Regions from separate parts of the Mus musculus genome. Here regions 1, 3 and 4 are each linked to region 2. Evidence: chromatin contacts called from public Hi-C and promoter capture Hi-C data. All regions are on one chromosome and are shown on one strand. The core of a region is the stretch at or near the end of the contact, and the rest is flanking DNA. Distances in the headings are between cores, read along the strand shown. Region 1 has its middle 11 kb from the start of Gm34428. Region 2 holds the start of Rab2a (RAB2A, member RAS oncogene family). Region 3 overlaps Chd7 (chromodomain helicase DNA binding protein 7). Region 4 has its middle 15 kb from the start of Gm46842.

What was found. Promoter capture Hi-C pulls out the DNA fragments that hold promoters and counts their contacts. Hi-C and Micro-C count contacts between places; a contact is called where the count stands out from the background.
Region 1: a contact with region 2 is called in a promoter capture Hi-C map of hippocampal neurons, with 5 times the contacts expected there. The contact joins the enhancer-like site here to the promoter of Rab2a in region 2. A contact is called at or near these places in 14 of 39 promoter capture datasets (the 3T3-L1 cell line, 3T3-L1-derived adipocytes, the C10 cell line and 8 more), 4 of 484 Hi-C or Micro-C datasets (CD4 T cells, CD8 T cells, cerebral cortex and 1 more), 5 of 115 datasets of contacts at active chromatin or transcription factors (astrocytes, effector CD8 T cells, embryonic forebrain and 2 more) and 3 of 9 other capture datasets (adipose tissue, liver and macrophages).
Region 3: a Hi-C map of CD4 T cells shows a contact between it and region 2, with 3 times the contacts expected there. The contact joins the enhancer-like site here to the promoter of Rab2a in region 2. A contact is called at or near these places in 1 of 39 promoter capture datasets (pre-B cells), 2 of 484 Hi-C or Micro-C datasets (B cells and CD4 T cells) and 1 of 115 datasets of contacts at active chromatin or transcription factors (bone marrow-derived macrophages).
Region 4: a promoter capture Hi-C map of neutrophils shows a contact between it and region 2, with 3 times the contacts expected there. The contact joins the enhancer-like site here to the promoter of Rab2a in region 2. A contact is called at or near these places in 3 of 39 promoter capture datasets (the C10 cell line, neutrophils and pre-B cells), 3 of 484 Hi-C or Micro-C datasets (CD4 T cells, granulocyte-monocyte progenitors and uterus) and 4 of 115 datasets of contacts at active chromatin or transcription factors (the 230-238 cell line, effector CD8 T cells, embryonic stem cells and 1 more).

What each region holds. Positions count from the first base shown.
Region 1 is chr4:9,016,144-9,022,546 of GRCm38.p6, reverse strand. No RefSeq gene overlaps it. Among named protein-coding and RNA genes, the nearest start is that of Gm34428, 11 kb to the right of the region's middle. Within about 2 kb of position 2,571, at least 19 of the 459 cell types and tissues checked have an H3K27ac peak or open chromatin away from gene starts, as enhancers often do. A contact at or near this core is called in hippocampal neurons, where this site is marked.
Region 2 is chr4:8,534,308-8,540,961 of GRCm38.p6, reverse strand. Rab2a (RAB2A, member RAS oncogene family) reads right to left here and starts at 5,318. Exons shown (of 8, transcript NM_021518.3): 1 at 5,054-5,318. The coding sequence starts at 5,099.
Region 3 is chr4:8,803,542-8,810,242 of GRCm38.p6, reverse strand. It overlaps Chd7 (chromodomain helicase DNA binding protein 7), which reads right to left. Exons shown (of 38, transcript NM_001277149.1): 5 at 4,955-5,092; 6 at 3,882-3,947. Among named protein-coding and RNA genes, the nearest start is that of Gm46841, 90 kb to the right of the region's middle. Within about 2 kb of position 4,177, at least 33 of the 459 cell types and tissues checked have an H3K27ac peak or open chromatin away from gene starts, as enhancers often do.
Region 4 is chr4:8,922,070-8,929,126 of GRCm38.p6, reverse strand. No RefSeq gene overlaps it. Among named protein-coding and RNA genes, the nearest start is that of Gm46842, 15 kb to the right of the region's middle. Within about 2 kb of position 1,391, at least 119 of the 459 cell types and tissues checked have an H3K27ac peak or open chromatin away from gene starts, as enhancers often do. A contact at or near this core is called in the 230-238 cell line, effector CD8 T cells, granulocyte-monocyte progenitors and 3 more, where this site is marked.

The DNA.
Region 1 (6,403 bases), core at 1,322-3,821, 480 kb before region 2:
CCTTGTGGCCATCTTTCCCTTTGTCATCTGCTGAGTGTTCTTTCTCTCTGTTGGGTCACTCTCAGTCATCCTTTCAAAACCCCAAACAAGTATCATAATGTTTTTTCAGTAAATTCTTGCAGGGTCGCCAAGGCAAAGTTATGTACATCCCCTCCCAGGATTCCAGATATCAAATTCCATATGTTATTATACACAATTACTTAACAATTGTCACACTAAAAGATAAAAAATAGGACAGAGAGAAAGTATCACAAGCCCTTTAGTCATAGAAAAGAGAGTCTATGTCCTGAATCCTCCACATAGAGCTCTGTCCTTGAGCAAATTAACAATCTTCCTGCTTCCTTAGTAAAACTCTCTTATACAGTGGAGGAATAAACCTACTTTAACAAATTCTGTGATAATGAAATCAAGCAAGTAATGCCCACAGCACTGTGTGTGTGTGTGTCTGTGTGTGTGTCTGTGTGTGTGCATGTCTGTGTGTGTGTGTGTCTGTGTGTGTGAGTGTGTGTGTGAGCGTGTATGTCTGTGTGTGATGTGTGTGTCTGTGTGTGTGCATGTCTGTGTGTGTGAGTGTGTGTGTGTGAGTGTGTATGTCTGTGTGTGATGTGTGTGTGTGAGTGTGTATGTCTGTGTGTGATGTGTGTGTGTCTGTGTGTGTGCATGTCTGTGTGTGTGTGTGTCTGTGTGTGTGAGTGTGTGTGTGAGCGTGTATGTCTGTGTGTGATGTGTGTGTCTGTGTGTGTGCATGTCTGTGTGTGTGTGTCTGTGTGTGTGAGTGTGTGTGTGTGTGAGTGAGTGTGTATGTCTGTGTGTGTCTGTGTGTGTGAGTGTGTGTGTGTGTGAGTGAGTGTGTATGTCTGTGTGTGATGTGTGTGTCTGTGTGTGTGCATGTCTGTGTGTGTAAGTGTGTGTGTCTGTGTGTGTACATGTGTGTGTGTGTCTGTGTGTGTGCATGTCTGTGTATGTAAGTGTGTGTGTGTGTGTGTGTGTGTGTGTATCTGTGTGTGTGTGTGTGTGTGTGATGCAGATTCCATGTAGCTCAGTTTCCCAAATAGCTCAACCTTGAACTTGCTGTGTATCAGAGGATGGCCTTGAATTCCCTATTGTCCTGCTTCCGCCTTCCTCACAGTCAATATTTAATAAATTACTTCATGTGATTTTTTTTTCCTGCATCTTCCCTTCAGAGACAAAAAAAAAAAAAAAAAAAAAAAAAAAAAACCCATCCTCTCATCTTTGGAAAGTTCTCAATATCAAGAACCAGACCTTGAACACAGCAGAGACTTAATGCAGGTGTCCCTCCATTTTTGAAGTCAGTTTCTAATTCATAGACTGGAGGGTTAGCTAAAGCCCTAACAAGACTCATTTGACAGGCAGCCCCATCATGAATTGATAATACTGTACGTGGGGAAAGGACTGAATTTGTGTAACCTACTGCCCATCACAGCTTGGCCATACAGTGTGAGCTGTAGCTCTCTGCCTCTGTCCATCTTCACAGGAGAGTCTCAGACTGAAGAGCAACAATCTTGGTAAAAAAACAAACAAAAATCAAAGTGCAGTTCCTACTAAATGTGTATTGCTGATTCTTTTTAAGGGTATATAATCATGCAAAGAATGTGATAAGACTAAATGGGATTGTCTGTCTGTCTGTCTGTCTGTCCGTTTGTGACATGCTTAGAAAGAGTCTTGATCATGGGGGTGGAGGGATGGCTCAGTGGCTATGAAAGTGTACCTGAATTTGGTTCCCAGAACCCACCTTAAGGAGTTCACAATTACCTACTACTCTAATTCCAGGGGACCCAGTTCCCTCTTCTGGCCTCCACAGTCACCTGCTCTCACATGCACATACACATTATTATCAGTAAAGTAGACTTGTTTTTCTTAAAGAGTCCTAACCAAAGGTATTCAATCTGATGATCAGGAAGAGGAGTTCAAAAGTCAGGCATGATGACATATGCTTTTAACCCTAACACTAGGAAGGCAGAGGCCGGCTTGAACTTTGTAAGTTCAAGGCCAGCCTGGTCTACAAAGGGAGAAGAGAGAGAGAGGGAGAGGGAGAGAGAGGGAGAGAGAGGGAGAGGGAGAGAGGGAGAGACGGAGAGAGAGGGAGAGAGGAAGAGAGAGAGAGAGAGAGAGAGAGAGAGAGAGAGAGAGAGAGAGAAAGGAAGAGAGGAAGAGAGAGCAAGCAGGGAGTGCCACGAGTCCCGAGTCCCACTCAGGCTCTCCCCACCAGTCTCACCTGCTGAAGTGATATCCTGTCAAGCCCTTGTGGACCGTCCTAGGGCTACAGCACCACTGACTTCTTTGCCCAGAACAGTGCCAGTCTTTGTGGCTGCTTTGCTCTGAAGGTCTCCCATCCAGCTCTTAGTGGTTAAGGGTAATTTCTCATCATCTATACTAATACTGCTTCATTCAAATTGGAAATGATAGATGATTAACAGACACAAGAAAACATGTTGTGCTACATTCAGAGAGGATGCAAATGACAAAAACATGTTGCCTTCTGGACAGGCAGGGAAATGGCTTGCAGCAGCACACCCGGTTCCCTGTACCTCCGTGTCTGGCTAGACGGTTTTATGGCATTTAAGCAGCACAGCGCGAAGGCACCCAGCGCACACTATAACTCTCAAAAAAACAACGTTCTCATGTGCTAATGGCAACCGAATCAGAAACACATGGATTTAATTTCCTTCAAAATACCCACGGGTATAAAAATCAATGCAGGAAAGCCATTTGGCTAACTCTATTTGGGGCTTTTCTGAGCCCAGAGATTGTGAGAAATTGTTGGAAATGGCTGCTGAGCTCCAAATCCCACCAGGTTGAGCCCTCCCCCAGTGCAGCTCCAGCCTAATGTGATGTGAAGCCCCGGCTGTCCTTTTGGAGAGAGGCAGGTGCTTGCTGTGTGGTACCTTCACGGCTGCCATCTCTACAGATTTCCTGCTTTGTGCTATTAGTTCATTTGCGCAGTGTCTCCCACCACATTGCCGTCAGGGAGATCTCTTTTTGGCAGCAGATCGGGATCCCTGCCTGAAAGTTGATAGAGGTTGAGCTATTTGCAGAAATAATGCTTTCCAGACGTACTAAACAGTACCCCTCTTTCCAGATGGAGTGGCATTAGTGTTGCTTCCAGCCATTTCCTCACCTTCTGCTGTTCTTGTCAGATCTCCCATATGCACCACAAGCCTTCTGTATTCTGGGGAACCTTGGAAAACTGCTCAGGCCCTCAGCCTCCCACCACTTGCAAGCAAAAATGTGTGCGCGTGCACGCAAGAGAGTGCACGCTCGCGTGCGTGTACACACACACACACACACACACACACATTCAACTGCCTCCACTCTTATGCGTGCACATACAGTTTCCCTCCCATCTCCTAGAAGTCAACTTAGATTTTATGAGAGAGCTAATCACGGGAAGTGAGAGCTTAACAACATGGGGACTTGGTCAGGTAGGAATACATGGACCCCTGAAAAAGCCCCTTGCTGTAGATGGTTACCCCTGACATCAGTTCTCATAGCTGACTCCTGTATCATTGGCATGTCACATTGCCATGTGGTCATCTCTAGCTTGTGTCCCTTCTCTGGTTTCCATGTCCTCTCCAAAGCTCAGCCTGCAATGGGGAGGGACAGAGTTGAGGAGAGGTAAGAGGTTAAAAGGTAAGCAAGTTGTGAGGGCTCCGGCTCATAAATAGATTAATGCTGTTATTTTGAGTGAGGGAGTTAGTTGTTGTAGGAGTGAACTACTGATAAAAGAATAAATGGGCTTGCCATGATTTCTGTTTTATACACTCCCTTGCCCCCTCTGCCTCCCTCTACTGAATAACACAGTACGCAGGCTCTCAACTGGTATACTAGGGCCATACTCTGAGGTTTCCCAGCCTCCAGACCCATTTACCATATAAACTATTTATAGCATATATAGCCTTGTGTGTTCTGTTATAGTAGCAGAAACAGGGCTAAAACTGGCCCATATAGAAGACCCATTGCATTGTAGGATCCCACAACATCATATCCATGCGTACTTTCTTTACTGAGAAACTGCCCAGGTTACTATATGGGCATGCAGTGTCCTTGGCAGTCGGAAGAGGAAGTTAGATCCCCTGGAACTACAGTTACAGGCTTGTGAGTTACCACATGTAGATGTGGATGGAGCCTGTCTTTCAGAAGGACAGTACATGTTCTTACCCCCTGAGCCACCTCCCCAACCTCACAAATGCTATCCAAATGTAGGCTCCTGGCCAAATCACATTTTCTTTTTATCTCTAAGAAACATAATTTCTGTGATCTCATGAAGCCAAAAGTCATTTACTCTCAACTCAACAATTGCTACAGGGAGAATTCAGTCAAGGCATTTTTGGGTCTTTCTCTTTCTTGTCCTTGACATATGAGTTGTGTCACTGATGGTCAGACCCACACCCACAGAGAAGTGTTCGCTGTCATTCTGTCAAAGCCCTCCCACACCCTAAAGTAAGTCCCTCATCTCTACCATGTATTGGTCTTGTTAGAACAACACAAAGCAGATCATTTTGCAGTTGTGACCAATGGTGGCATGTCCTTCTTATCAGGAAAAGGCAAATTTAGAAACCAATTGCATTAAGTTCTCACCTTAATCAAGTTCTTATTTGCCTAATGTTACCTAAAGGCTTAGGGGCTAGAGAGATGATTCAGAGGCTAAGAGCACTGTCTCCTCTTCCAGAGGACCTGAGTTCAGTTCCTGGCATTCACATAGCAGCTTACAACTGTCTATAACTCGGGTCCCAGAAGTTCTGATACACACACATGGTGGACAGATGCACATGTAGACAGAACACTCATTCACATAAAATAAAAATAAAGGTCAGAAAACATTATGGGGAAAAAAGACCTAGTTTTGAAGTCTCAGACTTCTTTGTTGCTCAAGTTAGAGCATCAGAAAAAAAAAAGATAAAGAATTAGTGCTAAGCATAGTCATTCCTTTAAGCCTTTTTAGAAGACAGGATCTCGTTGTGTCCCAGGATGGCTGGGAAGTGTCTATGTAGACCAGGCTCGTTTTCAAACTTGCCTTAATTCTCCTACCTCTGCCTCCAGAGTACTGGGGTTACATGGAGACATCACCACAAAGGACTCTGCTTAGCTGATGTATAATACAGCTAGGGACACCAATCTTCATCTCCGTATCCATTGTCTGAGTGTCCACCCTCTTACGTACCAACATGCCAAAGAGAAAAATATTACCCTCTCTAATTTTTCCTTCCTTAGCTATTGATAAAGAAAACACATTCATCAGTCCTCACGTTTGGGCTCAGGCTTCTGCCAGGAGACCCGTACACCCCAAAGCAGTTACAAACCAGAGTGGAAGGGGAGGGTTGGCATTTAGCCGTGGTAGAACTAACAGGTTGATCAGCATGGTTCACTGGTCGGACGATGGGGAATACCTTAAACAATTCCATCAACATTGATCTACTTTAACCAGGTGATATGCTAATGAGTCAACCTTCTTGCTCCCTAGGTGACACTACTTCACAAACCATCAGAGCACACCACCTTTGCAAGAAGAAAAAAAGCCACGGAAGAAGCTGTGAGTTGACACTTGCAGATGAGTCTAATTCCCCGTGTCCTCTGGATGCATGCCGTGTTGGGAGAACTCCATGCACATCGAGCTGATTTTTGCTGTCATCAGAACTGACCTTCCATCCCCCAGGAGGCCCCGAGCCTGTCTGCTACAATGACAAGGAAAGGAGCCAGCCTTCAACCTGGGGCCCTCAGATGTGCAGCACAACAGGCCATGTTCAACCTCTATGGGGCAGCTGGATCACATGAATTTTTTAAAAGTAAAACAACTGATTCGGGAGGAGGGGGGAGGGGGATATGTTGGTACTTTTTCCCCCTGTGAAATCCCAGTGGAGGAAATGCGTGGCCCAGTGTGTTGATCTTGGCCTGGGCATACACAGTGCCTCTGTTCTGAGGATGAGCCGACGCATGCAGATGTGCAGAGCAGCCATTTCCAAAGGTTAATTAAATATTACCATTGTTTTCCAAGCTATTAATGTCTGTTCTTTTATTTCTTCATGAGAAAGGTTTTGCCCCACTCTGAAAGCCATTTGAATCTGCTTCTCAGTTCCTGCCCCCTCTTAAAGCCCCAAAAGAGAATGACCAGAGGGCCAGTCAGGAGGGACAGAACTGTGGTAGCAAGCCATGGAGATTTCTGCGCTAGAGGCAAGAGGCAGCTTGGAGCTGGGGAAGGAGGGACAGCAGCCAGGGCAGGCTAAGATGAGGTCCCTGCAGCACTTCAGCTCCAGCTGGAGGCAAGAAGCCTGTGATTTCAAAAAGGTTTTCTTACAGAAGCAGAAAGGAAGCTGCCAGCTCTTTCCACCTTTGTGTGTTGGTAAAATAACCGACTGTTTCTGAATTTAGTAACTGATACGTTTTG
Region 2 (6,654 bases), core at 4,069-6,568:
AACAACATAGCTTACCTTTCTTCATCTGTACAATGAAAGCAATGAATATGTTGAAAGATTAAAAAATAACATACACAGTGGTACAAGGCAGTAATCCCAGCGTTCAGGATACAGAGGCAGGAGGATCTGAAGTTGAAGCCAACTTATGCTACAAAAGGGAGACCTTAACTAAAAATAAAAAAAAAAAATACAAACTGGCGCATGCCTTGTAATCCCAGCACTTGAAAAGTCTAAACAAGGACTGGTGAGATGGCTCAGTGGGTAAGAGCACCCAACTGCTCTCCCAAAGGTCCGAAGTTCAAATCCCAGCAACCACATGGTGGCTCACAACCACCTGTAATGAGATCTGACTCCCTCTTCTGGAGTGTCTGAAGACAGCTACAGTGTACTTACATATAATAAATAAATAAATCTAAGCAAGAAGATCATTTCAGCATTATCCTTCCCCACACGAAGAAACTGAGGCTACATAAAATCTTTCTATAAAAACAAACAATAAAACCAAAACAGGACACCCCCTCCCAAAAAACAGACAAAAAAATAAGGACTAGATAAATCTGCAACCCCAGCACTGAAACTCTGGAGCAGAAGAATCATTTCAGAAATTAGATCCTATCTCAATCAATCAATCAATCAATCAGCAAGCAATCTCAATCACTCAATCAATGAATCAGCAAGCAAGCAAGCAAGCAAGCAAGCAAGCAAAAGTGAATAAGAGAATCCCTCAAACCAAGGGGGTAGACAACAGGGCACTGATATTATGTAGAAACTATAAAAAGCCTTAAGAATTCTTTATGGCAATATACCACCCAGAATACTTTAAGAATAAGAAAAAAGAAAAAGAAAAAGAGAAAAATCTGCAAAGCAGCAAGTAAGAAAAGTGTCAAGTTTAAAACTTAGCATAAAGGACCACCACTGACCAAGAAGAGTCATGCTAAAGTACTGCTCCTGCCAAGGTTTTAAGAATAAAAAGTCACCCTGGAACTAATAAAATATCATCTCAAGTGCTCTGAATGAATGAATGAATAAATAAATAAATGCAAGAAGTAAAAGGAGGGATTACCTGGGTGTGGTAGCCCAGGGAATCCATCATCTTTTACTTATAAGAAAAGAACAGCTAAAATGTTGAGTATTTTCAAGCTTGTAAATAAGCAAAGTGGATGAAATCAAGTGGGAGAATTTAACAGGAAACTGGTAAGTTAGAGATGAGATGTGGAGGATCTATGCGGCTGTCTTCTACAGTACAGACACAGCCTCCCAGCCTGAGGCAGCAAAGGGAGGTGGCACGAGCTTTGCCTGTGGTAGTAAGTAGTAGCCTATGAGATTTACTCAACAAGTAATTATTGCTAATTGAAAACTTCCCCCAAACACTCCAAAAGATGGAATACAGTTGACAGCGACTATGGAAACCTGGCTATGCACACAGGTAGCAACATGGACATAATATTCCAGTATTAAAACATAAGAAAGAAAAGGGGGCGCAAGTATAACATATTCCTATAACTTGCTTTTTGCACCCCATTTGCATTCAAACCATACCATTCCACTCCACCAGCAGTCTGATTTCTATGAGCTTAACACTGGAGACAACTGTGGAATCATGGTACCTTACTGCTAGGTGGCTCTTCCTCGTTGCAGGAAGGAAGACCTTCTCCATTTCTTTTCCTGTTCACTAAAGGTCACCACCCACTTCATTCCAGAAGGGCAGCTCTGTCAGATCCCCAGGTGTCAACAGTTTTACATGTGAACCAGTTGCACCAAAACAATTTTCACCAAATAAATAAGACCTTGCATTTTGGGGTGCATGAGCTGTAATTTTGCTCTGCAATTGTCTGACCTATGGTACATCCATCAAACCCTGATATCAAAGCAGGAGTGTGAAGACAAGTAAGGAACTCTGAGAAGGAGTTTCTCAGACTGGGAGCTTATTTATAAATGTATTAATATTTTGAGGCTTTTTTCTCCCCTACAAGATTCCTTACTTTGGTGCCTTGAGAGACGGCTCAGTGGTTAAGGGCACTTCCTGCCCTGTCAGAAATCATGGAGTTAGCTCCCAACAGCCATACACAGTGGCTCAACTCTAGTTCCAGGTGACCTCATGTGACACCCTCTTCTGGTCTCTGCAGACATCAGGCATGTACATGGTATAAACACACACACACACACACACAATCATCATCATCATTATCACACACATTATATGCAGGCACTCATGCACACACATAAAAATTTTTAAATTTAAGACTTCATAATTTCAACAGTTCAAATAATAAAATCTCGGACAAAGAGGATTATTTGTGATTAGTTCTCAAGCCTCTAAGCTAGGTCACCTACTCTGTGCTCTTATTTAATTTCAGTTCAAATGTCACCTCCCTAGTAAGAACCTCCCTTCAAGGCACACAAACGTTTCAGCCAACAGTGAGAAGAAAAGCCTTCCTAATAACAAGGATCATTTAAAATGCTGGTGGAGTGAGAAGACAGTGGAGGAACAGAGAATGGGGAATGGGGCAAGAAAGACCACTCTACTCCAGCAGGGAAGGAAAGGCAGGTTTACCACAATCTAGGCAAAAGAAAAAAGGGCATTTTAACTGCGAGTAAACACAATTGGCTTGTGAATGTGTGTATCTGATGAGGGACAGGAGGACTGATTATGAAGTTAAAAACTGACAGACATGTTAGGTTCCTGAAATAGGCTTTTTCTGTTAATAATTATGCGCTTATATTACTAGACTAGGCTTGTTCAAAGCAGAAACACTTTCCACTTTATAAATCACATTATGCCTGCTAGTGTACTCTCTATGAAATAAAATGATAGCCCTTTTCAAGCAAAAGCACTAAGCAAAAAACTAGTAGATTTGGGATTAAACTTTGAAATGATTAATGTGTGTAGTAGAAATACAGTCCATTCGGCTCCTGATTAATTAACTACATGAGACCTACCTTTGACTGGGTCCATCCTAAAGCATACAGAACACCTTTTCTACCCCCAAGAACTACGTAAGCAAATGCAGATGCCTACACAAATACCTATAAAATAAGTCTGGAATAAACACCAGGAAAACTATATAAATTGAGAAATATAATCCAGAAAATAAGCAGTTACTTCTAACCAAGGTACCAGGTGAATACTGGCATATATAAGAGGTCAAGATATGTTGATTCTGCAGGCATTATGGAAGGCCGGGGCAAGGCTTTAATTAAAAGATTAACAACATTTCTTAGGGAATGATAATGGCAGAAGGCAGGCCAAACAGAGGGAGGAGGAGGGAGCAAGGAAGCCTCAGAAGCCAGCTATTGGGCTCACAGGCAACAGCAAGGTGATGCAGTAGGAAAGAATGCTACAAGAGCAGGAGGTACTTTAGTTCACTGAGGACCAAACTAAAGCAAGAGCTTGACAGAGTAGTTCAGATGAAACTGAGGCTAAGCTATACTAGTTGAACTGGAGTGTGGACCAAGTGCTATCTACAGCCCAGTGAGCAGTCAAAGGCCAGAACTAGGTCACACCAGAATGCCAAGAAAGGAGTGTCTTCCCTTCAAACCACAGGGACTGTTTACGGATGGGGACCATTTCCTGAGAACAGAGCGTCAGCTAGTTAGTATCTGTCCTCCCAGTATTCCCTGCACATTACTAAATACTAATAAAAACACGATACCCTGCAAATACTCAATCTAAATTGTGCTGCTGCTGGGACAACCAAGTGGTCAGTTATTCCTGTTTCACACACCCAGGCACACTGTAGTTAGTCTGACATCTCCAATTTTACTTGTTTTTTTTTTTTTTTTTTTTTAAAATAACTCAGTGCTTTTATTTTAGATACCACTTTTCCAGTTTACAAAATATGGCTTTATCCAGTACCTTGCATAGAAAACCATCCAGTTTCCTTACACACACACACACACACACACACACACACGGCTGAAAAACTGTATTAACTGCAGGAAGTTTGTGTTAGGTAGCAATCAACATACTTCCAGAGTTACTTATAGAACCTGCTACATCATAGGGCAACCTCAAGATGCTTCTACATTTACAAAGTTGTGTAAGGGGTCCAGGTTGTGCAACACTCACCACTGAAATCAGACTCTAGTGTATTAATAGTTTTAACACCTAAATAAGCTTTACGTTTATTATTAGATTCGAAATATGGCCCAAATCGCAGGTATTCAAAGTATTTCATGAACAGCTTGCTTATTTGCTTCAGAAACTTATGAGGATGCTATTTTTAAGTGGGAACTTTTTTTTCCTTTTTTTTTTTGCTACAAATGTACACGAGGTCACCTGAAAATTAACAGTTGTGATCCTGGACTTGACAAAACCGAAAAAAAAGAAAAAAAAATCAGTAGTAAGTCAGCATACCCACAGTATGCTCACACCCAGCCCACTGACCTGCCTTGCATTACTATCAAGTCAAATAATGCCAGCATACACGTGGCAAAAGTCGCCAGAGCTCAATGGTGCTTTAATGATCCCGAGAAGAATTGCCCTGCCATCGAGTCATGTGATCTCACTTATTCGGACTTGGAGATTGAGGATATTTCCAAAAAAATTTAGGTTTTTTTCTTTTCCTTTTTTAATTTTTTTTTTTCCTCCCCAAAAGGCTGTCCCACTTCAGGGTGCGCCTTGCCAGGGCCTAGACGGAAGCGTGCAGGTCGGGGAGGTGGGACCAGGGAGAAAAATCTGGACCGGGGCCCGTCACGCTCCAATTCGTTCGACTTCCCTCTCTCTCCCCGGGCCGCGGAGACAGTCGAGGCGGGGGCCCCCCGGGGACGGCCGTGCTGCTGTCACACTCTCCGGGAAGTGGCAAACGGCTGCCGCGGGCCTGGCTGCAGCGGGCCCGGGCGGAGCAGGGAAGGAAGGCCCAGGCAGGCCGCGGCCGCTCGCAGCGCCCACGTCACCAGCGCCAGCACTGCGGAAATGGAGCGGCGGCCAGGGGACCGAGGGAGGATGGGAGGAAGGGAGGCGCTGCGCCCCCGACCCGCGCCGCTCGGCGCCGCCGCCGCCGTTTGCCCCGCCTGCCCGCCCCGGTCGCCCCCGGCCCGCCGCCGGCCTCACCTGTGTCGCCGATGATGATGTACTTGAAGAGATAGGCGTACGCCATGGCCGCGGCCGCTCCGTGCCAGGCTCACGGCTCCTCCTCCCGCTGTGCGCCTCCTCCGCGCCCTCACCGGCGCCGCTCGGCCGCGAACCCGGGCCCCGCCCGCCGTCGGTCGCCGTCAGAGCCAGCAGCAAAGGCCGAGGGGCAGCGGGACGAACTGACAGCGCCGAGCGCGGAGCACAGCGGCCCAGCCCTTCGGAACAATAACAGCCGCGGCGCCTCCGCCCCGCCTCCGCGCCGACCCGGAAGTGCTGCCGCCGCCTGCGCCGCCGGAGGAGAGGGGAGGAGCCGCGGCCGCGCCCTCCGGTCGGAGTCCCGCCTACCCCGGAGCCCCGCCTACCAGGCCGGGGCTCGGGGAGTCGCGAGGAAACGGAGCCTGCTAGGTTCAGTCGCCGCCCTCTCTCTCTCTCTGTGTGTGTGTGTGTGTGTGTGTGTGTGTGTGTGTGTGTGTGTGTGTGTGTGTAATCGTGGTATGTCCCTATAATGCTGTTATGTCGCTCTTAAAAAGATGTAAAAAAAAACCCAACTGTATAAATATTGAAGTAAATATACATTTGCATGCTGTTTATCAGACCAGGATTCTAAGTGCAATGTTGTGTATAGGTGTAATGTGTACAATATATGGCTTAATCATGTTTTGTGTATGTATTGTACGAAAAACTGAAATAAATACAGAAGCAACATGAAAGGAAATACCTGGTATGACATGATGGAATTAGTAAAAAACATATGTGTGTGCATGCAGTTTGAAGGTACTTTTGCCTTTGAATATATTCTGTATATATTGCCAGTGCTGCCAACTAGAGGCAAACCCAGTTCTTTAAAAGCCCAGATTTTAAAGAAGGTGGAGGACAGAGTTAGTTTACTATCTGAAACAGTTTTCTAGAGAGCCCACTTACAAGAAAGTGACTATCAAAAGGACAAAGGTTACTACAAGTAAGCCATGCATTTATAATCTCAGCACTTGGGAGATAGAGGCAGGAGGATCAGGAATTCTGGGTCATTCTTTACAACACTGAGGGGTCAAGCATGAGACCCTATCTAAAAAAAAGTGTGTCCCCAAAATGTACAGATAAAAGCACTTGCCATGCAAGCCTGTCTTGAGTTCATTCTCTGGAAACCACAATAGAAGGAGAAACACACACACAAAGTGAGAGAGACAGAGAAACAGAGAGAATATAGCAGAATGATGTTCGTGGATCTGTTCAGGAAATTTAAGAGTTGTGTAAGGAAGCTGATTTAATGCTTCCATCTCTCTTCTGTTGCTGGAGGAGGAATGAGTGGGCTTTTGTGGCTTTCGTGGCCAGCCTCCTGCTGACTGTCATCCCTTCCCTTGGGAATCAACCATTCTGTGATTATAGTTGATGGTACCATGCTAGGATGACTGAAGTTGGTTGCTACTTCATTTGCACAACTGACAAGCAGGACCTCACTAGGTTTTTCTTCATTACTAGGGAGGTGGTTTGCTAAAGGCTCAGGAACTTGATGTGAAAAGCAACTGAAAAAAATGGGGTTCACTGGTCTTTGGGACCTTCCCCGGGTGCTTCAGGCTTGAGGC
Region 3 (6,701 bases), core at 2,928-5,427, 270 kb before region 2:
ACTCTAGTGGGCTTATGAAAGGTCCTAACCATAACACAGCTTTGCTTTTTTTTTTTTTTTTTTTTGAGACAGAGTTTCTCTGTATAGCCCTCCTGTCCTGTCCTGGAACTCACTTTGTAGAGCAGGCCGGCCTCGAACTCAGAAATCCACCTGCCTCTGCCTCCTGAGTGCTGGGATTAAAGGCGTGTGCCATGTCCCCAAGTAAACAAAAATTTTGTTTGCTGTCTTCTGTTTAACTGGCTACACATAAAACATGGCCATGTTCTTCTGTGGAGCTTCAACTCCAGCTGCTAACTACATTTCACGTAAGTGTGCACATGCTTCCCGGAGAGAATGCTGAGTCATGACTCTCTACAAGAATTCACTAAAGACATCTCCTTTGTCCATCCTCCAGCAGCCCACAGTACCAGTGTGCAGAAACTTCCATACTCTGCAGACTCAATGAATGATAGGGTGATAACGCACAGCTTCACATACGCACACACACAAACACTGAGATCACTCCTTGGCCAGCTACTGTCTAACCTGACAGTGCTCTGAGTATTTTCATGAGTTCAATAGACATTTGAAAATGGGTATTCTTTTCCTTCCCCAGGAATGAATGTAAAGGAATCATAACAGGTTACAGGAAACCTGATGTTTTGGCTATATTAACATATTTGTCTCACTGTTCATGTGACCAAGGAGCCAAGCCTAGTTCTCTAACGTGGCCTGAAACAGCCGTTAGCACATGATAACCTGCACCCTCAAGGAAAGAATAGCCTTGCTAAATTAGACAGCTCTTCTACTCAAAACTATACAAATAATGAACAAAAAATGAAAAAGTATACAGAGAAGAATAATAAACTGCTTCTGGTCTAATATATTTCATACTCAAACAGAGATAGTGAGTTACAGAGTACTGAGTGAGAAAATAAAGATATTCTGGAGACTATAGTTAAGACTTTAACTTTATAAAATGTTCTATTTTTTATTGTTATGTTCAATTATCCTGGAATCTAATATAACTCCTTATGGAGAAAACATATGTTAAATAAAGAAAAATAAATGTTAGGGGATAGTATCTCTCCTGTGTATATAGTACACCCAGATTCTGACTCTAAGATAACTTCTGACCTTATGATTCTAAAAGGAAAAGGGCTTGGATTATTTTCTATAGATAGATGGCATATAGGAAGTGCTATAACTAAATATGGAAAACAAAACACCTATGCACTCTAAATATCTACACACACATTCAAACATACCTCAATGTTCATATACAAGACCCCTCTCCTGGGTCTTGGGGACATTAACTTGTGTTTAGGACAATATTTAAATGCCAAGCCACGCCCACTGTCATGGTGTGTGAAGCTGAGGTGGCTCTCCCTGGGAGACAATTCTTAAATTATTCATAGTAAGAGGAAGCACAGCTAGAGTCCACAGGAAAATATCAAATTTCTTTTTCTTTCCACGTGCAATATTGTCCCCTGTTATCATTTTTTAAAATGATAAACTTATAGCAATTATAAATTAAAGCAACGAATGTTGAGAACATTTGCAGTTTAAAAAGTTAGTGGCTGTTAATGGTCTGTCTCTTCTGATGGAGTTTTAGCAGCCTCTGAGCGGCGGCAGCGGATGAGCATCTGTGGGCTCTCTACAATCCTTACATTCAGACAGTTCCTGTCTTCCAGAGAACTTTTCCTACCAATTTTCTCCATTCCCACATTCACCAAGCCAATAAATCAGTGGTTCTCAACCCAGGTCATGACCCCTTTGAGGCTTGAACAACCTTCTTGCAGGGGTCACGTATCAGACACCCTGCTTATCAGATATTTACATTTCAATTCATAACAGTAACAAGATTACAGTTATAAGTAGTAATGAAAAAAATTTTCTGGTGGGGGGGGTCACCATAACATAAGGAGCTGTGTTAAAGGGTCACGAATTAGGGAGGTTGAGAGCCATTTCAATAAATGTTCCATCTTCATATACATCTGCAATGACATCTAATGCCTTACAGCGAGCCACACGGGGCTGTAATATCAATTTGTAATCCATAGGTACCTGCCAGTAAAGGTGGGCAGAGGGGGAAAAACTAAGTTCTTTGAAGCAGGCAAAACAGAAAGAAAAGCCATGTCCGCATCAGGTACAATCTCACTAGCTATGGAGAATAGAGTTAATTATAATCTCAGCTCTAAGCCTGCTAAGTATGCCTGCCGAAGTACTACAAGTTCAACAGACATGAGTGCATCCCATTCCAAGAACACAGCTATCTTCCTCAAGTAGCGCCAGTCCAGTGAAGGGGACCACTCTTTGAAGCATGCCAACTATTTACATTTTACCATATATCTGTACTCACAAACTAACAGTTCTAGAGACATTAGGAAAAGGCAGCCTTTGTAACGAGCTAAGTAGTGCTCGTGTCTGTTCCAACACGTGACAAACCTGCCTTGGTTTTTATCATTTGATCCATTAGGGCATGAAGCTACAAACTCAGTTACCAACTGCATCCTCCACACTCCACCTCAACACCCGATTTGAAGTACGTTGACTTGTTGCTCCGGATAGTTTTTATAGGAGCATGTAGTGTATATGGTAATAAGTGTGCAAATCCTGAGTATGTGAGAAAAGAGGGACATGCAAGCCTACTGTTGGTGCAGGGGTATCTCAATAAGCTCTCAGTTTAAAAAATACAAGTTCTATTTTTATGTATGTGTGCGTGCACATATATGACTGCAGGTCAAGAGAGGGCATTGGATCATTTGGAGTTGGCGTTACGTTACAGGTCATTTTGAAACATTCAAAAAGGGTGCTGGGAACTGAACTCATGTCCTCTGGAAGCAGGAAGTGCTCCTGACTTCTCAGTCACCTCTTCAGCCCCAACCGATGATACATTAACAGAAACAATTGTGTTAAGTGCCTGTGCTCACCAGTATTTTGTTGCTGGTAGCGTGCTTGTCTGTCTGTCTGTCTGTCTGTCTGTCTTTATTTTCCCTTGTCTGATAGTTGATAAACTTTAGGACAGCATCTAAGTTCCATGATTCTCTTGGCCACTGGGAAACTATACCTTGCATTCATTTTACTAAAAGAAATCACATTTGCTCTACATTTCAAAAGCTATGAAGAACTACTCAGGCTTGCCTGGCTGACGTATATCCACAGTACCTACTTTCTGGAGATACAAGCTCAGCATTTCCCAATCTGGGCAGGAAGGCAACTGACTCGGAGCAGAGAATTCCCAGTGCTTAGAGAACATAATGGAGTTCTTCTTTCTAACGCGCCTGGGCCACGAGCTTACCTGCTGCCACTGGCAGGCACTTTTGCTTATCAATATGAACTGTATCGGTAATAAAGATACTTTCAACATATTAAGTTATTTATGCAAAAAGTTGTAAGCAGCGTGATACAACGTCTGCTTGCCCCAGTAACAGACCGAGCCTGATGAGGGCATTGGGAGCTCCCGAGCAAGGTCTTCTTGGGAGCATTTTCTATGGAAAAGGTTGTCTGTACCTCTGGAAGTCTTAAACATTTCTTTTGAGTTTCTTGACTTCTCCAAATAGGGTTACAAAGGTTGATACATCTTAAGGTCATTGCTTAATGGAGTTTTGATTTCATTCCAGAGCAATCAATCACCAAGGGGATGCGAAGTATCACCCGACAGACACTTCATCTTATGATAATGTAGCCATTGGGCTTTTCTTTAGTTTTATTTGTTTGTCTTTTTGCTGTTACTTTTTTGAGACATGGTCACATGAAGAAACAGCTGACCTGGAACTCCTGATCCTCCGCACCCACCACCATACCCCGCGCCATAGTGGCATCTTAACAGGGCAGTATGCAGCAAACCACCTGGACGATCACCCCATGGGATCCTCATCTTTGCACAGGGCGCCGCTCACCTGCTTTTTCACTAGGCGGCTGCTCATAATCTTCTCCACCACTGGGCCTTCTGCATCAACAGATTCCTGAAAAAGAGAAAGTGGTATCAGCCGATCCCACTGGCAAGCCATCTGACCTGTGCTGCAAGCGCGAGTGGGAAAGCACCACTCCCCTCTGCCCATGCCTCCTGCCCTTTCAACCACAGGGCCCAAAGTTAACAGTGGGAAAAATTACTAAAAACAAGAAAAACCTCACACTACATACAGCAAGGCAAAGGAAGGGCTGTGCTTATGACTTCCTGACTGTGTGGTTAATTACGGAGAGAAGCACAGTCCCTCAAGCCACAACGCATCCTCCCTGGCTGCTAAGGAAAAGTAACCTGTGCGCGACAGCCGGTCAGGAGCAACTTCCCTGCACCGATATTCACGGACTGAATGCTCCCTCTGCCCTGCTACTGTAGGCAGCTCTGTCCTATGGAGGCTGTGTACAACAATTTAATAGAGATCCGATTGCCAGCTAAACACCAAGCTGCATTTAATAGGGCCTTTCAACTGGCAGCCAGTTTGTTAACTAAAGTACAGTAAGAGCAAAAAAAAAAGAATAAATAAAATCTTTGCAATAATCAATTCTGTTACTGCCCGAGCTACATACAAACTATTTTATCCATCATTTACATTGCACAGAAAATACAGTGTGCCCTGCTGGGTACTCCAAGGCAGTAATTTTATAAAGGGGTTCTGACGGTGCCAAGCAGCAGGAGATGAGCTCGAGTGGTTTATTATGGTTCCGGGAGCTACAGCACTGAATTCTCAGAGGTTCATAGTCTAGCTCAGACTCTTCCTCAGCAGAGACATTTAATTCTCCAAACCTCTGGCACATTACATATCATTGCCTTGTATAAAAATGAATTTGAGCAAGTAGGGCTTTTTAAGATACTACTGAACAATGAATTTCCCACGACACGTCAGCCAACATCAGCAGAACATTCCCCTGCCCCAAGTCCACCTCTGCCACTGAACTGCTTGGCTTCCAGGCATAAGTTCCCAGTCCACCCTGAAAGCACACATGAAACGGCGCAAGCCTGGCTGCCGACCTGCTGCTCTGACTGCGAGGTGTTGGATGGGGAGTCTCTTCCAGCAGCATCTGCATCATCTGCCTCCTCATCAGAAATCTTGAACTCCAAATCTTCAGTGTATCGCTTCCTCTTCACCTGCCTGCTGGACCGCCTCTTCTACAACAGAAGCCCAACAGTGTGAGTGTTAAAGGGCAGGCTTTGGGGCTCTGTAACACGGTACACAGTAGTAAGACTGCTTTCCTTCCTCCTTTCCTTTTCTAAATCTTAAAGGAAAACTGGCAATTTTCATCTAGAATGCCGAGTGAAAAGACATTGTGACAACCACAGCAATTATCTGGAGATATGGGGTCCTAGGACCTTGTAATGCTGCTGCTCCAAACAGCAGTCCCTTCAACAAGAACACACGGGTACAGCAAACCTTGTCCCTCACTTGGCCATCTCCATTGCGGGCAGTGGCAATACCGGAGGTGCACAGTGGACCTATGGCAGTCTAGCACACTCTGCTCTTATTTCTCTATGACTGAAAAGTATAATGTAGAGAGCCCACCAACAACAGTGCATTAGAAAATAATCTACAGGCTATAAAGGTTAATACAAACATTGTTATATTGTTATTTCTCAAGGTATTCCAATGCACTTTACTCTGGGGCCTGAAAGAAACAGTTCGGGGCTGGAGATGTCCGCCTCAGTGCTAAGCACTTACGAAGAATGCACAGAGCCCCAGGTCAATTCCTAGTCCTGGAGAAGGAGGGAGAAGTGGGAACCACACGCACATCTCATAATGAGTAGCTTTGGTAAGTAGGGTGGCGTTGTTTGTTTGTTTATCTGGGGACAGATTCTCACTATGTAGCCAGGGCTGGCCTGAAATTCACAACCAAGCTAGGCTCCAACCCCCAAGAGGTCTGCCTGTCTCTGTCTCCCAAATGCTTGGATTAAAGTTGTGTGCCACTCTGCCTGGCAGTTCTAGTTTTAATACAACTTTTTACCATGCTGCTGCAAATGTCAAAGCCTGGTAGTCAGTACGACTGCTGGCGAATGTTCATGTTTGTGGTCAAGCACAACCCGGCACAGCCTGTGCAGGACGACATAGATGTGTGAAGCCTATGACCTACCAGCGCCACTTCCGGTAAGCTACGTGATATATTTGGAAATCTGTCCATGGTAAATTGATGAATGAAAGCAAATCACGTGACTGCAAAAGTCACTTATGACTCTACTTAAGACAAATGCAAACTGTTTCTCTATCTGGATGGGCAGACGATCAAGAGCCCTCTGAAGAGGAAGAGAATCTGCTGCTTAGGCGCAATGCATAGCGCTTTACTTCTCTACCGCTCCAGAAATACTCCTGGAGAAGCTACCTGTGTGTGCTTCCGCTAACAGGGACAACCTGAAGAAATAAAAAGTGTTACTAGGTATAAGGTTCTCTCTGAATGAAGAGAGAGAATGAGTGGGGGTAGGGGTAGAACACTGTAATTTCAGCCCTAAAAGAAAATCCTTTTTAAAGAAATAAATTTCTTTTTAAAGAAATAGAGAGCAAAAAATAGGAATAAATAATGAAAGGATAATGACGCCACCGAGGAATACAGGACACAAACATTTTTCTAAGAATTACGAACTGCTGCTTCTTAAAGATTCATCAATTGTGCAGGCCAGCATTAAGATGGGAGGACGTAAAATATTCATCATACAAATGAAGAAGACATGACAGACACTGTGATCTCTTGGGGCAAGACCCACACGGCCTCAGGACGGTACCTCATAGCCT
Region 4 (7,057 bases), core at 142-2,641, 390 kb before region 2:
AGCGCTGTAGGGGGCCATTTATGCTATTTTCTATAAAGAAGGGGTTACAGCATATTCGCCAGAATCAGGAAGAATCCCTGAGCCTTCTCTGTTCTTGTTTGCATGAGTGGGTGTTGTGGGTGGAGCTGTGAAGGGAGCCAGTGGGTGGCTGTTGCGGAGGTGGAGTCGGCACTACTGGTTTCAAGATTGATCAGAAAAACAAACAAAGGCAAGTATTCTCTGAGAAAAGTAAAAAAGTCCCAACTCGTGATCAGAGGCCATCTCATTTAATAACTACAGTCTCTTTTCCATATCTGTATAAGTCCAAGAAGCAGGCCAACCCCCAACCCCAAGGGCTTACACCTGCCCAGTAGAGCAAGTAGATTCTGGCTGGGTCTGGGCAGGTCTTGGCAGCTTGCGCCGGCCCCTGCCCTGGATCTGGGCTTCTTACTCCAACATGAGGAGACTATGATGAGTCTATACTAAAAGTAACATCTGTGCCTGTAATTTTTAATGATAAGGGTGATGGAACAACACGCAACAATAAAACTCATGAAACAGAAAGTGTTTTTCCTTTAGTCATTTTATGTCAGGAAATTACTCCACCACTACGTTACACCTTCCATGCCGAGAAACAAATGTAGTTACCTTAACTCCACAGCGCTGCATGCTTTAGTTTTATAGTTGGGTGTTCCTCATCTTGAAGAAGTAATCAGGATGAGACTAATTCTGGAAAGCCATCAAGTGGCCAGGCACATCATACACCTGCCACGTCGTTGATGGATGGTTAAGGCATAAGGGTCTCAAGTCAGAGGTCTGCTGTCCTTCCACATACACATTTCTATGTTAAAGCCCTAACTCCAATTATTCAAAAATGAGGGTGTATATGGAGGCAAGGCCTTTGAAAGAGGTGATGTTAATAGAGTCATTTTGGGTGGGCCATGATCTGCCATCTCTGGCAAGTTTATAAAGGAGCATGGGACAGACACAGAAGGAAAAGTCATGGAAAGACACAAGAAGACAGACATCTGCAACCATGAACACTCTGACCTTGGATTCCCAGCCTTTCAGAACTGTAGGATATAAACTTCAATGTGTCTCTGGCACTTGGTTATGACAACCCTATAAAGCCAGGACAGGGAGATAGGGTGGCTTTATTGGTAAACCTCACTAGACAACCACTGACCATGGAAGTGTAGTGTGTAACTCCACCTCTTGCATCTAGTAATACCCAGAAACACACACACACACACACACACAATGTTCATGATCACCATGTTTTAATGGGCATAAATGTATTAAACTGTAATGTGAATGTGTTTTGCAACCATTTTTTAAAGTCCTTTAACAGAACTAGGGTTTTGAAGAATAACCACATCCTCTCCCTCAGCACTGTCTCCCTTCCGGCCAGCCGGTCGCTTAAGATGTTGTGTGAGCATGCTGGGGACACGTGGCTGAGTGGAACTGCTGCCTCCCACCCACCCCTGGAGATCTTCCTGAAAAGAGAAGACGAGATGACAGCCTCTCCACTCTTCCAAAACGGAGTCAATTCTGCACCCTTCCTCCTCACCACAGCTGCTCCAGGGAAGCTGTAAGAGGAAGCCAGTCCCTGGGGATCAGACCTCTAATGGCCCCTTTCCAGGACAAGTAAGCCACTGTCACCCCTCCCCCCACCCCCATTCACCTGTGCTCCTGGGGAGGCCAGCTGCCCAGTGGCACTAGTGTTTGCTTTGGATTTAGAACAACAGCTTCCCCTGTCAGCCCTGGGGGAAGCGGCAGGTGTTCTTATATGTCAGTGGAGCCAGTCTTAAACAACAACAAAGAGAACGCAGAAAGCCAAGCAGTTGGACATTAGAGGAAAGGCTCACAAGGCCCCTCACCAAGAGATGAGAAAGTTTAAAAAAAAAATCCATTTTTCCTTATTCTCCTCAAAAGGAAGTAGAAACTCAAGGAGCATGGCCACTTGCAGACAAAACTGGGAGAAGGAGTCTCTGCCAACTGCAGCCCAGTACCAAGGACAGCTTGGAGGGCTGGGGAGTAACGATGATCAATCAGTAAGAACAAGGGCAGGCTCCATAGCGCCAACTGCCTGTTGAACGCATGGGATTCTGGCCTACTAAGGAGCATGGCACCTCACATGCTTGCTGTTCATTAAAGTCAGCAACTGTAATGAACACCAGCACTTTTTGCTGTGGTTAAAACCTAGTTTCAGCTTTTGCCTCGGTTTGTCCCCTTTCTCCTGGGGACTCTCATGACCACTGTCACCTCCTTTCATTAGAATTAGCACTTCCTGTGCGTTATTACTGAGATCAGCAGAACCCAGAGCTAGGAACAGTCACCTAGCCCCACCCACCGCGCTTCATCAGGCTTCCCCAGAGAGTAAAAAGCTAAGCTTCCCTCCCGCCTAGCCTCTACACTAGAGCTGAGGAAAGGAAGTGGGTGACTGGAGAACCAAACATCAAAGCCATCTGAGACTAGAGCGGTAGAGTAATTCAGAGATTGTAACAACTGCTGTTTTAGAAGGCAAGCATCTATCTTTGGGTACACCTTTCCATGCAACTTCTCGCCTGGTCCATCAGGTTCTATCACTGATGCCTTCACCCAAAAGATGTTCTCCCTGGCCTCCAGACTTTCCTCAGTGTAACTCCTGTAGTTAAGAAGCCTTTCTTGGTCGCAGAGTCTAAAAATAGCAGCGCAAATTCTGCAGTGCTTTGGTTTTCACTTGGGCACTTTACACTTTACACAGGTCCCTTACTGCCTTGCAAACTAGACTATGTCATCTTCACGGCTACATTTTCTCCATCAGTATCCTCAGAAACCCCTGAGGACCTCAGCATCTTGTGATGCCCATGCCTATTGTATAAACTGATGTAGTATTTGCACATAGCCTGCATGTGACACATCCTCTCCTATGCTTTAAACTACAGCATCTTGAACTGTGGACTTTGGCCTTTACAGTGTCACTGGCTTAGTTAGATTTTCTTTCGCTGCAACAAAACACCATGACCAAAGAGCAAGTTGGGGAAGAAAGGGTTTATTCAGCTTACACTTCTACACTGCTGTTCATCACCAAAGGAAGTCAGGACTGGAACTCAAACATGGCAGGATTCTGGAGGCAGGAGCTGATGCAGAGGCCATGGAGGGCTGCTGCTGCTTACTGGCTAACTTCTCCTGGCTTGCTCAGCCTGCTTTCTCATAGAACCCAAGACCCCCAACCCAGGGACAGCACCACTCACAATGGGCTGGGCCCTCCCGCCTTGATCACTAATTGAGAAAATGTCTTACAGTTGGATCTCACAGAGGCATTTCCTCAACTGAGGCTCCTTTCTCTGTGATAACTCCAGCTTGTGTCAAGTTGACACAAAACCAGCCAGTACAATCGCATAAACTGGATGCAGAGTTGTGGACCCTTAGGCAAAAGTAGAAGATTTCTGAGCACATAATAAATGAAAATCAATTGAAGGCAAGCGTGTATGGAATCTGAGGCATTTCTGACAGTGCCCTCTGATGCCACATCTTCACTGTAGACGTGGCTCTGAACATGCACTACAATATCTGTGCAGCACATGTCTGTGCCCAACAACACCAACACAAAACACAAAACCCACCAAACGTTGCCGGCCACACCTTGGCTCAGATTTGACCCTGCTGTTATTCAGTGTGGTGTCTTTGATATACATAAAAGGTTTTCTGGCATTATTTGATTATTAATTTGGCAATTTTGAAAATTTATTTAATTACCAAACAAAGTTTTTGAATATTTTCCTAGTACCGTTCCTCAGTATGTAAAACTCAGATTAATATTTTAAAATGTAAAAATCAACGCCGCTTGACATGTGTGGGGCGTGATGATGCACACCTTTATTTGGTCTCAGTACTCAGAGGCAGGCAGATCTCTGTGAGTTCAAGGCTGGCCTGGTCTACAGAGCAAGATCCAGAACAGCCAGGGCTACCCAGTCTCAAAACAACAACAACAACAACAACAACAACAACAACACAACGACAATTTGCTGCTTTGAATTGCTAATTTGAATATCATGAAATATAGCTCAACGAATTTTGGCTTAGCGTTGGAACACATTTTCCAATCATTTCTGAAGTGGTACTAAACATATTGGTGTCATTTTGTACATTGCACCCATATTTATGTAAAACAGCATTCTTAGCACTAATGATTATAAAATCAAAATATCAATCAACTTGGAAAAACATTGAGGATGCTCTAAGCCCTGCACTATAAAATATTCCACGAATATTACCTTCTGCATGTGGTAATAAATAATCCCACCATTCCATCAGTACGTAAACTTACTTTCATTTAGCCCTGCCCCCACCAAGACAAGGTTTCCCTGTGTAGCCCTGGCTGTCCTGAAACTCACTCTGTAGACCAGACTGGCCTTGAACTCAGAGCTCTGCCCACCTCTTCCTTCCTAGTGCTGGGATTAAAGGCAAGTGTCACCACTGCCCTGTTGCTTTCACATTTAATAACTATAATAAAGTTAAATGTATCCCAAATAATGGTTTGAAATTTATGTTTGTTTTATATACCTATATACTTGGGCCACATAAAAATGTATTGAACAAAAGAGGCCCTGGGTAGAAACCGTTTAAGAAGACTTGTTTCAAATCATCTCTAAGTTACCAATAAGACCTAGTATAATGTAATTTAGTTATAATGTAAAACAAATTCATTATAATGTATAGAGAATAATAATGACAAGAATGTCTGTATATGTTTGGTACAGATGAAATTTTTTCACATATTTCTGATCCATTAGTGGCCTAATCCACAGGCATGGACCGGGCAAGAAGGAGGGCTGGTCAAATGCAGGAACATGTCTGATTTGCTCAATGCTACAAGTCTCCAAACAGTGCCTGGCACGTAGCAGAGGTTCAGGTTGATTGAATGAACAAAGCAGCCTAGAACCCAGCACCACATGGTGGTCTCCATCCTTTCCTGACCACAACTGCTCCGTCAGCCAGCATCACAGACAGGCCACCAAACAGAATGGGTGCACAAGGACCCAAAGCGGAGCAAACATGTGCTGTTTGCATCTTCTTTCAGAAAGGCTAGAAAAGCAAAGGCAAGCGGAGGGACTCAGGAGAAAACAGAAAGTGACAGCTGATTCCAGGAAGGAAAACACACAAACAAGAGGCGGCATGAAAATATGAACAAAGCTCTGGGGCCCTGGAGTGAGCACCGTCCCCAGAGCTTTACTCCAGCAGCAGATGGAGAAAGGAAACATTTGTATGACTTCCTGGAGAATCTGGAAAGGAGAGAGGACCGCCATCAAATGAAAGAGTGACCGTCTAACCTCCTGGGAGTTCACTGACGCTTGTCTGAGAGTAAGCTTGAGGTGGGGTGGGTGGCGTCCAAAATGATAAGGTCCGGGTGAGGTCGAAGGAGTCCTAAGTAAGCCAGGGAAGGGCGAGAGCAAAGGATCTTTTTAGAAGTGGCCCAGTGGAAAGTCGGAGTCTGAGCAGAGGCCTCCCATTGGAGACAAATCAAGAGGAATGTAAGGTGTTCCACAGTGGCTCTGGGGAGTAAAAGAAAGACAGAGCGCCAGACCGTGCCAGGACCTGCTCATGATACAAGGCCACTCTGGGCTTCAGTGAAGGCTGTGCGCAGGAGCTGAGCCTGAGATCTCTTTTTCCAATAATGATTTTGAAAAGTGACAGAGAAGTAGGCCAGAAGTACTCTTAGAGTCTGAACCCAGCATCCCTAAGAAGAGTATGAGCATTCAAAATAGCTCAGAAGTCCATCCTTTGCGGTATCTTGTTAGGAAAACACTTTAGAGCACCAGAAAGCCATATCAGCACATGAGGGCACACTGAGGATGGAGGTTAGGGAGAGCCGAGGACCACAGCACCAACAAGAGAGCACTGCTGCTTTTATTCCCTTGGGCGGGGGTTAAAGTTGGGAGGGGTGAGGTGGGGTGGAACCCAGAGTCTCACACATACACTGACAGGCATGGCTTTTAATAGAGAGGTGCTAGACTCCTCCCCGGTGACATGACCAGAAGGGCAGTGGGACTTCCCGGAAGCTTATGAAAAGCTTTTCTACGATTTCCCATTGTTCACAGTCCTCTCTATTTAACCACTGAATTAAAAATCACCCCACAAGGGCGAAACAACAGAATAACTGAGATTTGCTTTAAAACCCTCTGGCAAACCAAGCAAGTTGGGGGAGGGGCCGAGGCACCATCATGGAGGACTTGTTACACAGGCTGAAGCCAGGAGAGGGTTCCACAAGGATCTCTGCAGCCAGAAGCAGCGCCTGGGAATTCTAACAAGTTGATAAGTCTCAAGCTGGGGCCAACCCCAGGTCTCCCAAATAAAATCACCTCTGGGGCTAGGGCCCAGCAATCTGTGCTTTAACAAGCCCCCCAGAGGATTCTGCTCAGCTACTCTGATACACCCTCAAATTGAAGACCCACTGAATAAATATCATTCTCTCCCTTTTTGTGTAAGCAATGGATTTCCATAATAAAGGGTTTTAAAAACCATCCCTATGGGCATTTTTGTTGTTGAGGGTTTTTTTTTCCCTTAGATCATTTGTCTCCAATTGCTATTTAACTTTTTTTTTTTTTTCAAATCTCCTGGAGCCAGAACAAAAAAGCCAGGATGCAGAAGAAACTATGACACTCTCTGTCTCTGTCTCAGTGTGTGTGTGTGTGTGTGTGTCTTTCTGCCCCCCTACCCCCACCCCCACCCGCATCGGAGTTTGCAAATATGAACTTCCTGTCAGAGACACTGGGATAAGCAGGCACACATACTCATGTGCACACACCACTCACACCTAGAGGCTGCCTACACTTGAAGACGCTAGAGCTCTCCCCAGGTGCGGTGCACGCTGCATCTCCAGGCTGCCTGGGCTCTCGGAGTAGCGCTGCCTTCTCTGAAAGCTCATTAGGCGCTCGCTCACAGAGCATGCTACTTGGGGCCCAGGCGCGGCTGTCTTGGCCGCCTAAAATCCAGGTGGCTCTGCATAGTCACCCCGGGCCGCGAGAAACGTTCCTCTTTACTCCGATTACCTTCCGAAGTCGTAGCAAAGCAAAAGAAGTTCCCTGATCTTTAC